Linked DNA regions of Sparus aurata: region 1 is linked to region 2. A link is a contact called in public Hi-C data. All regions are on one chromosome and are shown on one strand. The core of a region is the stretch at or near the end of the contact, and the rest is flanking DNA. Distances in the headings are between cores, read along the strand shown. Region 1 holds the start of pdcd2l (programmed cell death 2-like). Region 2 holds the start of znf277 (zinc finger protein 277).

What was found. A called contact is a pair of places that touch in the nucleus more often than the background predicts.
Region 1: a contact with region 2 is called in a Hi-C map of skeletal muscle, with 7 times the contacts expected there. The contact joins the promoter of pdcd2l here to the promoter of znf277 in region 2. A contact is called at or near these places in 2 of 2 Hi-C or Micro-C datasets (skeletal muscle and an unstated tissue).

The regions. Positions count from the first base shown.
Region 1 is chr8:1,792,510-1,796,494 of fSpaAur1.1, reverse strand. pdcd2l (programmed cell death 2-like) reads right to left here and starts at 2,491. Exons shown (of 2, transcript XM_030426460.1): 1 at 1,741-2,491; 2 at 1-936. The coding sequence starts at 2,239. The coding sequence ends at 314.
Region 2 is chr8:1,655,165-1,659,057 of fSpaAur1.1, reverse strand. It overlaps znf277 (zinc finger protein 277), which reads left to right and starts at 2,457. Exons shown (of 12, transcript XM_030426801.1): 1 at 2,457-2,501; 2 at 2,875-3,088; 3 at 3,184-3,272; 4 at 3,672-3,754. The coding sequence starts at 2,462.

The sequences.
Region 1 (3,985 bases), core at 1,242-3,741, 140 kb before region 2:
CAGGTGGAGATGCACAATTTAAATGATCTGACTTTTATCAATGTCAGTGTAATGAAAGCTGCAACAGACCTGGACAGCATCGACACACAGGATACAATCAGTGTGATCACAGCTGTCTTTGATCAGCACATCTGATCTGTTCTGACACTCAGATGTCCATAAACTGCAGGTTAACTTCTGTTTAAAATAGAGAAATGTGAAGCTGTCAGTCCTCCTGTGGTATCTGCCTGTGAAGCAGGTGGTTATGGGTAATCTGCCTCTTCACCTGCATCTGTTCTGTGTCAGGTTCCAGGATCAGACTCATCCTGTTCGGTCATTTAAAGAACTTCTGGTCGGGGTCAGTCTGAATGAAGCAGAACTCATCCACAGCTGATCCTGATCCTGATCCTGCTGTCCAGCAGCTGGTTCTGCACGTATAGACCAGCACCGTCCCGAACTCCAGCTGGGCCTCAGCACCGTCCTTCCTCTGCAGCAGGCTGACCAGAGCCGGCATCAGCTGCAGCTCAAACGTCCTGGATCCTCCGCAGGAGCCGCACGCCGGAACCACCTGAGCCATGTTGGACGGCGGCTCGGAGATGAAGAGCGGTTTTCCGCCGCGACAGTAGCGCAGAATCTGCTGAGGACACAGCGAGATCCTCTTCATGAACCTGGAGAAGACGGCGTCTCCGTGCCGGGCTCTCGTCTTCTCGTACTTCTCCTCCCCGCCGCCACCCTCACCGTCCTCCAGCTCTCCCACCGTCACTCCCTCCCTCCTCTCGTACTCCTTCAGCAGCTTCTGAGCGTGCTGCAGGTCGTCTTCCTCTCCACCCAGATCTGCCTCCTCCACCACACTGACAAAGAAAGGGCGGAGGACAGGAACAGGAACAGGAACGTCCTCCGGTGACTCTCCCAAACTGAGACCCTGCAGGCAGCTGCTGACGTCACTCCCACCGGCTGCTGGACAGAAAGGAAACAGAGTGAAAGAAGAAGAAGAAGGAGTTCTTCTGACAGGAAAATCTGAGGGATCAGTTTATATAAGGGAGAAGCTGGTGTGCATGTCAGACTGTGAGGTGACAGAAACATTTCAGCTGCAATCTGTTCGTGTTCTACAAATTAATCTGGAAATCTTCTGTTCATTAAAGTGGAAACAGACAAACGTTCCCCTCCAGAGTTTAAAGATGACAATCAGATCATTCATTCCATCTGTAATGGAGCCATGACAGCAGAGAGTCATATCACAGAGGTGTCAGGATTCTACAGCAGACTGAGACCTGATGGTGGACCAGGACCTGGTTGGTAATAAACAGAAGCCCTGAGAGGCGAGTGAGGAAAATATCCTGCTGATCATTTTTCTCAGTCTGATCTAAACTGTTGTCTCTCCGTGTTTATGACTTATTAAATATTTGAAACAACTGTTTTGCCAGAATTATTTTTCCTTCATTTGTTCCTCACTTGTTCTCTAAAGGCTTCCGTAGAACCGGGATTCAAAAATCAACTAATAAATGATGATGTATAACTACCAGTGAGTATATTCCCCACACACATATCAACACAGTTTATTATAAAGTACTTAGTTACTTATTAATGTAACGAACACATTCACACCTCTCTCACTGTAATAAAGTACTTAAACTTTATCCTGATGCTAAAACTTTAAGTCAGATTTTGAACGCAGCTCTTTAACTTGTAACTGAGTATTTCTACTCAGCAGTACTACTTTCTTTACTTCAGTTACATATCTGAGTACTTCTTCCTCCTCACCATCTGCTTCAGGAGCTGCTGCCTCCTCTTGAACCTGGCTGTCCTTCTTCACACCTCCTCCTCCTCCCCATCCATCCTCCTCCTCCATCCCCCAGTCATCAGCGGTGTCACACCAGTCTGTGGCCGCCAGAGGAGCCTCCTGAGCCGGGGGAGGCCGGCTGGGTGTCCGCGCTGCTGCTGCCGCCACCTCCGCCTCCAGGCACTGAGAGCGGAGCACCCTCCAACACTCCGCCCCGCTGCTGCACTCGGCACCCGGGCACGCGAACAGGTGGAGGTGTCTGTGGTAGGGGGAGACATCCAGGGGACAGTACACCTGCACCACATGGAGCAGCGGGGCTCCGCAGCGTCCACAGCGGGGAGACAGCCGGGGAATGCCCGGCAGCCAGTCCGGCTGACCCCCGACTTTGTTGGTCAGATATGAAGTCTGGTGCCGCTTAGTGTCGATCTCTCCATCACACAGTCCGACCAGAGTTCCCTCCTGAGCGGGGGCCGCCATCATCCCTCACATGTTAAAAACACCGACCGGAAGTCAAAGTGAGCGTCGAGGGTCCGTCACCAAAACAACACCGCCGGCCGGATGTTCGTTAAAGTTGTAGAAATACATGTAAACTGTTGTAAATGTGGCCGAAGCGAGCAGTAAAATAGTTCTGTTAATAAAAATAATACATACGCGTGAAAATGTGAAGAATGTCTGTTAAACTGAAGTAAATTTAGAAAGCTTCCTACAGGACGGACATCGTCACTTCCGTTAAAGTAACGGAAGTAAACAGCGAGATAATTTCAGTTTAAGTGGTTTTGTCTTAAATAAACTGGAAAAAATAACTTTATTGTGTTTTGATAACTGTCTTAATTCAATATTAATTAAACGTAATTTTTAAACGTTGAATGGAACTAGCTTGATTAGCAATTTCCGGTTTTGTATCAGCTCCTACAAATTAAAAGCACTAAAGTAGAACTGGCTAAGTAGCCAAAAGTCATGCTAGAGTGAAAGTTCAGATATGGCTTCCGGATATTAACTTTAATTATCAATCATGATTATTTTCCTGAGATCTGACTGCCTACTAGATGTTTAACTTGCAGAAATTGTATCAATTATAACCAGTATGTGATCTGTTGATTTTTCACACCTGTACACCTCCAAAAGGACGTCAACCATAACTGTGACATTTCTAATTCTACAATTCCATTTTATCCAGTTATCTTCCTTCTCTCCCTACTATACTTGTCTTTTTATAACTGTATTAACATAATGAGTAAATGCACGTTTAAACTGTGTGCAGTGGACTGAGTTTATTCAGGCAGGTTTTCTCATGTTTCTCACAATACACAACAAGCAGGGTCATTTTAAGTTACATGACCCCTTGGAATTTTTTACCATCTAAATTCCTTGAAGCACACAAAGTGAACATTGTGCAAAATAGTAGAGCCAATATTAGCCTATCACAGATATATCCGTATCAGCGTATATATTGTCCAATATGAAAACCTTATATTTAAAAACTACAAATACAGAATGGAGAAAGTCTCCATGGAGTCAGAATGGAGATAAAACAGCTGGTGTCAGGAAATGTAACAGCTTCCTCACTGATGGTGAAACTATAAACCAGCACAAAAATGACAATTACCAACATAACATAAGCCACGAGACTTTTACAGTAATTATTCCCGGTAATAAACTGAAGGTATCACAAAGGTATCCTTCTGGATTTCAAAGTAAACGATGACGTGAGAAACAAAACAAAAACAAAGTAGTACTTCTGAGACTACTTTACAGTTTTAGTGTGTACTTTTTGAGTAATACTTTGTCAGAATCCTTAACGGAGAACAAGAATAAGGATTTTTCACCCAACTTTGATGTGTAATAAAAAAAATTACTTTCCATAATATAAGTAGTCCAAGATTCATATACTGCTGAACGCAGTACTTCCTGGACTACTTGTCTGTTTTATAGGACGAGATGTTAATATCCTGAGTATCCCACTTATTAAAAACAAAGATAGGAACATTAATATTTGACAGGAGTTTTTGCCTCAATTAAAGAATGTTTGTGAGTTTGCTTAATTAAAGAAAAAACCTCCTGCTTGTATTAAAAACACCAAAACATGCCAGAATGTTCCATTGTGAGCGACAGGAGATTCTGAATGCAGTGATGAGGACTGAATCCATTGATCTGGATTGGGAACGATGGAGAAACAACAGCGAGTTAAGAAAACTGTTTGTTCTCCTCCAGACATCAAGTTTAGAA
Region 2 (3,893 bases), core at 1,208-3,707:
TGCTTTTTAAGAAAAACACCAACAAAGAAACAAACATCTCTGGCTGCTCGGAGCTGAAGACTGATGTGACTCATCTGGGAGCCTCGGTCTGAATCAGAACCTCATCATATCTGAGCTGCGTCTGTCTGCGGCTGCCCGCCCGCCCGCCTCTCTCCAGGGTTTAATTAGAGCCGCTGAGCTCCCCGTGAATAATGTAGCACCTGAACACACCTGAGCGGGCAGCTGGAGAGAGGCCGAGAGAGCACCGCCCTCAGAGAGAAGGAGAGAGAGACAGACAGAGGAGAGAGAGAGACAGACAGAGAGAGAGAGACAGACAGAGGAGAGAGAGAGACAGACAGAGGAGAGAGAGAGACAGACAGAGACAGAGAGATAGAGAGAGAGAGAGAGACAGACAGAGGAGAGAGACAGAGAGAGAGAGAGAGAGAGAGAGACAGAGAGAGAGAGAGAGAGAGAGAGAGGGAGAGAGAGAGAGATATTGTGAACCACAGTCATGCCAATAAAGCTTGTTGAAATTGAAATTGACAGACAGAGAGGATGGAGAGAGACTTCAGAGGATTTAAAGGTTTCATCTCATTTTAATCAGAACATTAATGAACAAACAGAAAGATGAACTTGTTATTTCTGAAGGACAGTCGTACTTTTATTCATCTGATGCATCTTCATTCACATTTAGATGAACTGCTCCTTTTTAAATCTACATTTTCTACATTTACTCAAGTACAATTTTTTTTTTTACTCGTCCTTCACTCGAGTATTTCATTATTCAGACGTTGTACTTCCAACCGGCTTCATTCTGGAGACAAATGCTGTAATTTACCCCACTTTTTATTTATTTTTCATTTAAATTACTAGTTACTTTGCAGATTACATCTGAGCTGAAGTAGTTCTTCACTAGATTAATTTATTTATTTATCTACAACAGATTAAAATAATCAACCGGGCTGAAAATAACCAGTCAACCTGCTGTAAAGTATACAGGTTATACACAAGTATAGATAAGCTGTATATATGCATCATTTTACTGAAGTAGTATTTGTGTCAGTCACTTATTACAACACTGACTGATAGTATTAGTATAATGTTATGAACAGTGTTTGTGCTGAATGGCTGTTTGTGTTTACACATCACTGACATTTACACAATCTCCCTGTTTTTCAGCACCTAATGTTGGAGGATATGAATTTTAGTGAAGTCTTAAATGTTTTCAACAAAATTCACCTTTGCACCTTTAAAGATACTCCACAAGCAGAAGATCCTGTGTCATTAAAAGTGGACAATATCTTACTCAGACTCATTATATTGTTATAATCAACATAAAATACTTCTTGATTTTCACGATAATAATAGCAGCATCTCAAAAAGTGTTGTGTTTTAAAATGTTTGTGTATATAATAATAATAATAATAATACTCATAATACTACTACTACTACTACTACTAATAATAATAACAACAACAACAACAACAACAACAACAACAACAACAGCAACAATAATAATAATATGCACTTTAGTAAATCTAATTATTTCCATCACTGGTTTACATTATTTTGATAATTAATTTGAAGAAGTGTGCTGTTTAACAATAACATCAACAGTTCTGCTCATATTATTGATGAACTGTATAATTCTATCAAACAGCATGAAGACATCTTGATCATATTTGTGTTGGAGAAACAACAAAGAGTCGAGTGGCTGCAGGACGATGAACTGTGAGCTGTTTGTGCCACCTGGTGGTCAAAGTTCAGTAACACATCAACACTTTACTGAGAGAAACTTACAGTGTGAACACAAACAGAACCTTTAATCAGCCGGGTCACCAACTGTTAGATCCTCTGTGTTCGGACCCACAGGACGCCCGAGATCCTCACATTCACTGTGTTTCCACAAACTTATAATAATGTGTTTAGTCAAGTTGTCCCTTAATGTTTTACTCCGGACATGATGACATTGTTTCCTTTGTTATTGCTGCTGAGGATGAGTAGATCATACCGGAGAATGAACAGGGACATTTTCATACAGATAAATGTGGTTTTACATGATGCCTTCAGGGACATGTTCAGAGGTTCTGGGGGCAGAGAGCAGGTCAGCCAATGTGTGAGAGTCTGAGTGTGGAGGTGAACAAATGTATTAACTTTTTCTTTTTTTTAAGGCAAACCACATTCAGCTGTCATGCAAACGCTTCCCTACAGCTCATCTATTGATCTTCAGTAATCAACATTGATTGTGTGAAAACGTATAACAAAATAAAAACTTTAACCCGGATGTATCTCGTCAGTCCCAGTGACACAGTGTAATAGTTTAGATTCTGAACATGTAATAATTGACATATAAACATGAGATTTGATGATAGTTCAAAACACTTAAACGCACCGTGCCGCGTGTGCGTTTTACCTGAAGTCCCTGAATGCAGCATACTTTTTTCCAACCTCTGATTGGTCAATTCGCGGCTGTTTTCACCACATGACACTAAAGATGGCCGCCTGTGACGGGAGTGAACACGGTATGTTGAGTTCTCAGACGCGTCAGAGGCTTTAATGAGGCAGTTTCCAGCTCGGAGCGGATTGTTCGTCTGTAAATAAACTCAGAGTCTGTCGGACATTAATGTAGCTGGAACAGGCGCGAGCTGTTTACTTTGTAATGGAGCTAAACAATTAGCAGCTAGCCGACTATGCTAACAGGCTAACCTCCTGCTGGAACCACAGTGACTCAACTGCTGTTTTAATGATTTAATGACAGAATATAATTAACTGTCACTCACGTTACAACCTGTTAATGTGTTAAATTAAGAGTGTAACACCTACCTGTTTTGATGTACCTGTGTGTGTGTGTGTGTGTGTGTGTGTGTGTGTGTGCGTGTGTGTGTGTGTGCTCAGGTCAGGACAGTATACTGGAACCGCTGTGTTTTCCAGAGCAGCCAGCTGATGGCACCAGTGCTCCCAGTCCTCAGGGGCCTGGCTCCGAGCTGCTGGTGTGCCTGTTCTGCCCCGAGTCCGTCCCCCTGCTGCAGAAGGACCTCCTCCTCAAACACCTGCTGCTGGAGCACAAGCTGGTCATCGCAGATGTCAAACTCATCGCAGACCTCCCAAAGTATGAAGCGTAACGGCCGGCTGCTGAATCATCCTCCGTCATGCTGCAGGTGAAGTGACGCTGATGCTCTTCTGATGCGTTTCCTGTTTCATCAGGTACATGTTGTACTGGAGGGGCAGATTCCTGGAGCAGCCGGTCACAGATTTCTGCAGCGTGATCAAGACAAACTCCACCGGACCTGTCGGTGAGTCCACAGAACTTCTTCTGAGGAACCTTACAACCAATGACACACACAAACGGTTTCCATCCACCGCTGCAGACGTTCAGAAACCAGCCAGCTGTGGGATGATCAGGATTAGTCAGCTGTGCTTTTACATAACATTAAACCGTCAGTAGCTCTCAGATTGGCAGGTATTAAATATGATGGACTAGCCCAAAAAATTATATTTTGTGGTATGTAACATATATACATATATGTAAAATATATATTTATAACCTGCTTGTGTTGTCCGGTGTTTTCCTTCAGTCTGATCATTTCTCTGTTAAAGAAACAGACTTCATCTTCCTGATGAGAAGCTGCTTAACGATGCACATATTATAACTCATGTCTGATTTAAAGCTCGTCCTCCTTTTGCTCTCACAGAGAAGCAGGAGGACTACTTCCTGCTGTGTGACGTCCTTCCAGAGGACCGAATCCTCCGAGAGAGGCTCCAACAGAAACGACTGGTGAGATCTGACACCAAGTCCAACATCAGCCTCATCTCGGCGCCACTGTAGAACTCTGCTGTCATTTTCAGACCTGCTGACATGAATTTAAAAGCTGAAACACATTTTGTAAGACGACACAATTCAAACCAATGTTCAC